Linked DNA regions of Mus musculus: region 2 is linked to region 1. Evidence: chromatin contacts called from public Hi-C data. All regions are on one chromosome and are shown on one strand. The core of a region is the stretch at or near the end of the contact, and the rest is flanking DNA. Distances in the headings are between cores, read along the strand shown. Region 1 has its middle 17 kb from the start of Dppa2. Region 2 has its middle 58 kb from the start of Gm41458.

Region 1 (4,347 bases), core at 791-3,290:
TCTTTTTTTTTTTTTAATAAGCTAGCCATTTGGCTATTTTTTGTCTTTGTTTATTTGTTTGTTTGTTTGTTTGTTTCGAACAGGGTTTCTCTGTGTAGCCCGGGCTGTCCTGGAACTCACTCTGTAGACCAGGCTGGCCTCGAACTCAGAAATCCACCTGCCTCTGCCTCCCAAGTGCTGGGATTAAAGGCGTGTGCCACCACCGCCCGGCATCTGTGCTCTTCAGCGCTGAGCCATCTCTCAGCTATATTCTTTCTCTTTTAAGATGCTATCTCTTTCTATGTAGCCATGTTTGAACTAAAATTTGCTGAGAAGACTAGACTGGCTTTGAATTTGAAGCAATTCTGCTGCTTATACCTCTCTCTTTTGCTATAGTTATTGTTTGTTTGCTTGTTAGAGACAGGACCTCTACCTAGCACTGGCTGTCCTGAAACACACTATGCAGATTAGACTGGCTTTGAACTCAGAGGTCCACCTTTGGAGTGCTAGAATTAAAGGCTCCCGCCAGCATTCAGCCATTTGCTTTTTGTTGCTCCAGTGTAGCCTGGAACTCATTAAGCAGCAGAATTGGACCTTGGAATTCTGATCTTCCTGCTTCCAGCTTCCAAGTGTTATGGGAATAAATGCCAGAGACGACCACACACTTATGTAACACCTCAGTTTACAATATCACATCATGGCTCTCACTTTTTGTAGTGTCCTTGATATCCCATCATCTTCAAGGCCAACAAATCTTACCAACCTTCCTAGACAGCTGTAATATGTTCCATGTTTTAAAACTTACCCTCACTTGCGGTTTCACGGCGGATTGGTACAGAGGGAGACCTTACCCTTTGCAGAGATGAAGCAGAGGGTGGGGTGGGGAGGGTGTACATGTGTTGGGAGACTGGGAGGAGAGGTGGATGCTTCAATTCAGATGTAAAGGGAATAAATAAATAAGAGAGAGAGAGAAAAAACCCTCACCCTCATTACCTGAGCCCTTTGCTCTTTGAGAATGTTAATTGTTTTAAGGTGTGTTAAATCTACTAATATCTAACCTCTTTCAGGTGCTGTGCTGACATTTGTAGTAGGTGTCATCTAAGAATACAGTTAAAAGAGGCTGGAGAGATGGCTCAGCGGTTAAGAGCACTGACAGCTCTGATTGCTCTTCCCATAAGCCCTGAGTTCAAATCCCAGCAACCACATGGTGGCTCACAACCATCTGTAATGAGATCTGACTCCCTTTTCTGGAGTGTCTGAAGACAGCTAGAGTGTACATACATATAATAAAATAAACCTTTAAAAACAAGAAAAGAATACAGGCAAAAGTGTATCTTTATAGGAGAAATGTGCTTGGTATAGTGGCGTACCTCTGCACTCCCAGTGCTTAAAGCTAGCTTGATCCACATAGTCAGTTTCAAGCTAGCTATAGCTGAATAGTGAGTCCTGGTTTCAAAACAAAAGAAACAGGCAAGATAACATTTTTCCCCAAAAGAAAGGAAAGAAAAATATAAAACTATAGAAAAAGAAAGTATTATAATAACTAGGCACATACTAGAAAGTAGGTCAGGCCAGGTGTGGTGGTATAAGCCTTTAATCCCAGCACTTGGGAAGCAGAGGCAGGTGGATCTCTGAGTTCTAGGCCAGCCTAATCAACAATGTGAGTTCTATGATAGCCAGGGCTACATAGAGAAACTCTATCTTCACCTCTCCTCTCTCTCTCTCTATTGCCCCCTGAAAAAAGTGGGTTACAGGCTTAAGTTTGGGAGTTGGGACTAATCTACTAGACAGTTCATTATTTAAATACTTGAGGGGGAAATCTTCATGTAGAACAAAAAAGTAAATACTTTCTGAATGGGTCTCTCTCTCTCTCTCAAACACACACACACACACACACACACACACACACACAGAGAGAGAGAGAGAGAGAGAGAAGAGAGCCCTGTTAGCTTCGAAATGGACTCTTGGAAGGATTAATCACCAATGATAAATGTTCACTGTCCCCCAAGAGCCGGATTCGTTGTGCTATTTTGAGCAAATCCTATTCGTCAGTGTCGACCCATAATAGCACCCATCTGTTATGCTGTTTGAGATCTGCCCATGAGGTCAGCCTAATGACCTGCTTGGCTCCAAATGACCACAAGACTAACAGGCCTGTGGCTCTCCCCAAACCACCTTCTTTGACCACTGCTGCTAAAGCCCAGCCAAGCCTCAGTTCTTCACCCTAACATAAACAAGAAACAGAGGGGGGTGTTTCCCCTTTCCCAAGTCTGCTTACCAACTCCACAGGAGAGAAGAAAGCATAGGCTTTCCGTGTCATCGATTACTGAACACAAATAGAGTATGGACTTTGAAAACACGTTGTTTGCATCCTTAGCAACACAAAGATACACAGGGGCAGGATCTCATCTTTAAAGAGCTTCCTTCATGGTTACTCTTGACAGTAGAAATGTCCTGAAAACTTTACTGAGTGACTCACCAAGTCATGTTCACTTTGCGGTCTCAGTACCTAGGGAAGGTAACGGTCATACAATAGGTGATAATGCTGTGTATTGAGAAAAAGAAATTAGGCAACTTGGGGGTTGAGATGGACCAGTGTGTAAAGGTGCCAAGACTTATGGTAACCTGAGCTGGATCCCCAAGAGTCATATGGTCAAAGGAGAGAATTCATTCCCTCAAGTTTTCCTCTGATTTTCATACCTACTTGGAGGAATGTGCACTCCCCCAATAAATAAATGTACTAATACTAAAAAAAACAAGATTAAGCAGTAAGTTATATACTGAAGATTTATGACAATCACATTTTTTGAGGCATCTATGACCGGTTTTATGCTTGTATATAAATAACCCGTTAGTAGAATTTGTTTTGTTTTGTTTTTTTTTTAAGATTTATTTATTTATTTATTTATTTATTTTATGTAAGTGAATACAGATGGTTGTGAGCCTTCATGTGGTTGTTGGGAGTTGAATTTTAAGACCTCTCTCACTCTGGTCAACCCTGACCACTCCGGTTGGCCCCCCCTCACTCAGTCCCTGCTCACTCTGTCCCAAAGATTTATTTATTATTATACATAAGTTCCCTGTAGCTGACTTCAGACACACCAGAAGAAGGTGTCAGATCTCATTACAGGTGGTTGTGGGCCACCATGTCGTTGCTGGGATTTGAACTCAGGACCTTCAGAAGAGCAGTCAGTGCTCCTAACTGCTGAGCCATCTCTCCAGCCCCTAGAATTTGTTTTCTTAAGATAACAGTTCAAGCGTTGCAGGATATCTTCTAATGACTGATCCTACCAACCCTAACTCCCAAATGTTAGCATTAGTTCAGTGTAACTCCTCCACATTCAGTTTGCTGTTGTTGTTTGGGCTCCAGGGGTCAAACTTGAGTTTGTATGACAAGTACTCTTACCCAGTAAGCGTCTCCTCAGCTCCAATTTTTCCTACTTAAACATTTAATTTGGAATCCGGAGAGACATCTCAGTGATTAAGAATGCTAGGGTCGGTGATTAAGAGCACTGGTTACCTTTACAGAGGACTCATGATGGATTCCCATGGCAGGTGAAAATTTTCCACAACTCTTGTGCCAGAGGCTCTGAGACCCTCTGCTGGTCTCTACATGAACTGCATGACCATAACAGTTTTGTAGGGGCAAAACTCCTATAAACATAAAATTCATACATCTTTAAAATCAATTAACTAATTAACTTAGTTTTTAGTGTGCAAAACAATGGTTTTCCTTATGATATTTTAACTTTTGTATATCATTGTAATGGTTTGTATATGCTTGGCCCTATGAGTGGCACTATTAGAAGGTATGGTCCTGTTGGAGCAGGTGTATCACTGTGTCTATGGGCTTAAGACCCTCATCCTAGCTGGAAGCCAGTGTTCTGTCAGCAGCCTTCAGATGAAGATGTAGAGCTCTCAGGTCTTCCTGCACCAGGCCTGCCTGGATGCTGTCATGCTCCTGCCTTGATGATTATGGACCAAACCTCTGAACCTGTAAGCTACCCCCAGTTGAATGTTGTCCTTATGAGTTGCCTTGTTTGATCCTTTGTGACTGAGTCACCCCACTCAAGATGATATTCTCAAGTTCCATCCATTTGCCTGAGAATTTCAGGAAGACATTGTTCTCTATTGTGTAAATATACCATATTTTCTGTATCCATTCCTCTGTTGAGGGACATCTGAATTCTTTCCAGCTTGTGGCTATTATAAATAAGGCTTCTATGAGCATAGTGGAGCATGTGTTCTTATTATATGTTGGAGCATCTCCTTGGTATATGCCCAGGAGTAGTATAGCTGGGTCCCCAGATAGTACTATGTCCAATTTTCTGAGGAGCCACCAGACTGATTTCCAGAGTGGTTGTACCA
Region 2 (4,347 bases), core at 712-3,211, 340 kb after region 1:
AGGACTTGGGGATTAGGGACTTCCCCCAGTGATCCATCCTTATCAAATGACATTGAATGTAAATGATGTGTTTTTGCCCAACCAATCAAATTCAGTTGCTCTTTCTGTTGTTAGGAACAAGAAAACTTAATTAGTTGGGGCTGGCAAGAATGCCCAGAAAGAAACTCTGAGCTCTTTTAATTCTTAAGTGTAAAAACATATATACAGACAGATAGACAGACAGACAGACATTTGGATGGATAGATGGATGGATGGGGTAGAGTCCAACCACGACACAATATCACACCATCTTTATTTTCTCTGGCATTTTTTTAATAGACAAAAGTTCTTAGAGAAAATAGCCTCAAAGAAAAATGTCACAGAAAATAGGAGTTACAGAAGGATGTTGATATTAACTTCAAAGCAGAGCTGCATTCTATATGCTCATTATAAGTCCAAAACAACAGTTTCTCATAGCTTTATCTTATCATAGTGCACAACTGTGGCTTCACCCTTGGACCTGCATGCTTTTCCTTGAACACAAATTTGTCCCAAACCTATTCCTCTTTTTAGTATAATTATGAAAGCTCATTGTATTTCTTATTATGCAGCCATTACTTAAGCTCATTGCATTTCTTATTATGCAACCTTTACTTTCTATTATGAGGAGTGGGCACATTCTATTCTTGATTCTAACTTTATTATATCTTTCTAGCAAAACAACTAAGACCATCTTTTAAAATTTTCTTCCTCATATCAAAGAAAAAACTGAGAACTGGGATAAGGGAGGCACCCAGGAATCAATGGGGATGACCTCAGCTGTGACTCACAGCATTGGGGATGTGGAACTTGAAGAGGCCACCTCTTGTAGCCAGGCAGGAACCCCAGTGGAGCAATAGAGACACCAACCCACCCACAAAACTTTTGACCCAAAATTTATTTTGTCTACTAGAAATGCAGGCATGGGGAATGGAACAGAGTCAGAGGGAATGGCCAACCAATAACTGTTCCAACTTGAGACTCGTAAGCCCATGGGTAAGCACCAATCCTTAACACTATTAATGATACTCTTGTTATGCTTGCAGTCATGGCTGTCCTCTGAGAGGCTCCACCTAGCAACTGACTCAGACAGATGCAGGCAACCACAACCAAACTCTGGATGGAGGTTGGAGATTCTTATGAAAGAATAAGAAGGATTTTGGCCCCTAAGGGGATAGGAACTTCACTAGAAAACCAACAGAACCAACTAACCTGGACCCTTGGGGTCTCTCAGAGACTGAACCACCAACCAAAGAACATGTCCTGGCTGAACCTAGGCCTCGCTGCACTTATAGCAGATGTGCAGTTCTGTCTTCATATGGGTCCTGAACAACTGGAGAAGGGGCTATCCCAAAAGCTGTTGCCTGTACATGGGATATGTTCTTCTAGCTGTGCCGCCTTGTCTGGCCTTAGTAGATGTGCCTACCCTCACAGAGACTTGATGTACTAGGTTGGTATTGAAGCATGCAGTGGTCCCAGCTGGGTAAGACCATTGATGGCATTTCTAGTTTGACAGCTTGCTTATCACATTGCAATTTCATGAATGCTAGTCAGCAGGCACGAAGCTTCTAATTCAGGTTCATCTTGATTTTTCTGTGTCCTATGTCCAAAGTGTGTGATGTCTGTAGTATTGAGTCTTCAGATCAAGTTCTGGTGGGCAGCCAAAGGCAACAGCAATAGCTTGCATTATTTCTGGGGCCTCTGGGATCTCCTTGGCTAACATGAACTCATAGGGAATGATAGAACAGCTGGCATTGCAAATGAAATCCCTATTTCAAATAAGCAGCAGAAAATGGCATCATCAAATAGGTAAAAATTGCTGTAGGTTTTGTCCTTGTTTTTGATCTTAAAGGTATAAGAGATTGGAGTAGAGAGAACAGATGATTTCAGAACACCAATGTAAAAAGGTTCAGTTTTTCTATGAGGAAGTGGGGTATATGGGTATTTTAAACAGTGTATGAAATGAAATTTAAGTCATCAAGGCAAGATGTTTGATACTATCAATGGAGCTGCTTCCTGTGCAAAGAAAAATTAGGTAGAGAGTAGCATCCCTGGAAGAAGTATGAGGATTCTGTTGTCCTTAGGGAAAGAACTATCCTGAGAGAAAAGTGTCTACAACCCCAGATAATATGAGCCAGAAGAAGGCAGCAGGGCTTTTTGCTTGCTATCTGGGGTTAATTCTGCACGAGCAAACACAGCTGCTAATAATAGGAGGACAGCGGTTAGAAGGCCCCTTAAGACAAAGAGGTGTGGATTAAAAAGAGAAATGACGCAGGCCTAGAAAAATAGCTCAGTAGTTGAAAACACACTGGTTTTGCAGAGAAACCATATTCACTTCCCATCCCCCATTTTGGACCGCTATCAATCACTTGTGACATTAGCCGCCAGGAAATGTGCTGCCTCTGGCCTCTGTGGGCACCCACAACTCACATGCACAGACCCACACACAGGAACATGATTAAAGTAAATAAATTTAAAGTGCCTATAGAAGAAAAATGATATTCAGACTAGAGCTTAGGTTAAAAAATGGGACTTCTGAACTGGAAGACTATGACAAGAACAGATGTATCACAGTTCCTAAAAGGCACTACAGAATTATGTGTGCTATTATTTCCCCTGGCTTTAAAAATCACATTTTAAGCAAAAATCAATACACACGTAAAACTATGCATGTATATGTATATATGTATTGGAATAGGAGTAAATCACTAAATCCTGTATTTGGGGAATTAAAACTGATAAAGTTTTCTTTAAATGAGAGATTATTAGGGGTGTTTGTGTTGCCTAATGTAAGTGACTGTCTACTTACTTTCCTGTTGCTGTGACAACACACACACCATAAGTGACTTAGGGGAGGAAGGCTTATTTCAGTTCACAGTTCCAGGGTATATCTCTCTGTCATGGTGAGAAAGGCATGGGGCACTTCAGAGTGCCATCTCCCTGGCACCTTACCCATCTAGGAAACAAATAATAAGACTGGAAGCAGGGGCTGGAGAGATGGCTTAGCAGTTAAGAGCACTGACTGTACTTCTAGAGGTCCTGAGTTCAAATCCCAGCAACCACATGGTGGCTCACAACTATCTGTAATGAGATCTGATGCCCTCTTCTGGTGCGTCTGAAGACAGCTACAGTGTACTCACATATAATAAAACTTAAAAAAAAAAATAAAATAAAAGGCTGGAAGCAGGACCATATAATAGCTCTCAAAGTCTGTCCCACAGTGGTGGCCTGAGCCACTGCTGAGGCCCCATGTTCCAAAGGTTTCATAATTTCACAACACAGTGCCATAACCTGTTCAAAGATATACAAGCTTATGTGGGGAGACATTTCACATTCAGCCTATGATGGCGAACCATTACAGGTGTCAATAAGTGATGTTAAAATAGTTTCTGTTGGATAGAGACAGTCCTGTGACACAGAGGATCAAAGTGAGGAAGTAATAAAGACAGAAAGTCAATATTTGCTTAAGTAGAAGAGGATTGACAGCCGTGAAGCATGCAAAGGAGAAGCCACTGCAGAGGAAATTGTCTGGTCACATTTGTACAATCCAAAGCATGTAGACCTCAAATACATTTAAAAAAAGCCCCCCCCTTTAAAAAATACTTATTTAGTGGTGTGTGTGTGTGTGTGTGTGTAAATGGGATGTGTGTTTGTGTATGTGTGTTTGTGTGTGTGTGAGTGCAGGTGGTGTGTGTGTGCAGGTGGGATGTGTGTTTGTGTGTGTGTGTGCAGGTGGGATGTGTGTGTGTGTGTGTGCAGGTGGGATGTGTGTTTGTGTGTGTGTGTGTGTGTTAGTGCAGGTGGTGTGTATGTGTGTGCAGGTGGGATGTGTGTGTGTGTGTGTGTGTCTGCTTTGAATTCTTCTAGCCTGAACAGTCACAGTCAGCTTTACTTTAGGCCCACTCTACCAATGGTCACTGCTCTACAGGAACATCCCTTAAGTATTCTGTGTTCACATTGGCTGGGAAGACATGCTCAGAATGAGAAACTGAATGGAAAGGTTTGTAAAACCAGTACCACTGTGACTGAGAGAGACTCCAAGACACAGTGACCTTGGAAGGCTGAGAGGGACAGGGCCCATCCTTGCCACTACTACTGCACTTACCCTGAGGGTTCTGGATCAAGTAGAGGATATGCATTATGGAGAATTCCAGAGCCTTCCTTCTTACCTGGCTAGTGAGGAAGGGGTGGAGGGATGGGCTCTCAGTGGCTGCTGTACCTCCTCACTCACCCCTTCCCCATGTATCAGTAATAAACCAGTCAGTTTCAGGGAGTGGCCCTCCCATGCTTTCTCTTGAGGTTCTTAGACACTTCTCAAGTTGTTAGATA

Evidence for each region. A called contact is a pair of places that touch in the nucleus more often than the background predicts.
Region 2: a contact with region 1 is called in a Hi-C map of the MNK3 cell line, with 3 times the contacts expected there. The contact joins two enhancer-like sites. A contact is called at or near these places in 1 of 39 promoter capture datasets (hippocampal neurons), 1 of 15 datasets of contacts at CTCF or cohesin (embryonic stem cells), 7 of 484 Hi-C or Micro-C datasets (the MNK3 cell line, embryonic stem cells and myeloid progenitors), 3 of 115 datasets of contacts at active chromatin or transcription factors (all in embryonic stem cells) and 1 of 9 other capture datasets (embryonic stem cells).

Annotation. Positions count from the first base shown.
Region 1 is chr16:48,325,026-48,329,372 of GRCm38.p6, forward strand. No RefSeq gene overlaps it. Among named protein-coding and RNA genes, the nearest start is that of Dppa2, 17 kb to the left of the region's middle. Within about 2 kb of position 2,041, at least 9 of the 459 cell types and tissues checked have an H3K27ac peak or open chromatin away from gene starts, as enhancers often do. A contact at or near this core is called in the MNK3 cell line, where this site is marked.
Region 2 is chr16:48,669,555-48,673,901 of GRCm38.p6, forward strand. No RefSeq gene overlaps it. Among named protein-coding and RNA genes, the nearest start is that of Gm41458, 58 kb to the left of the region's middle. Within about 2 kb of position 1,962, at least 39 of the 459 cell types and tissues checked have an H3K27ac peak or open chromatin away from gene starts, as enhancers often do. A contact at or near this core is called in the MNK3 cell line, where this site is marked.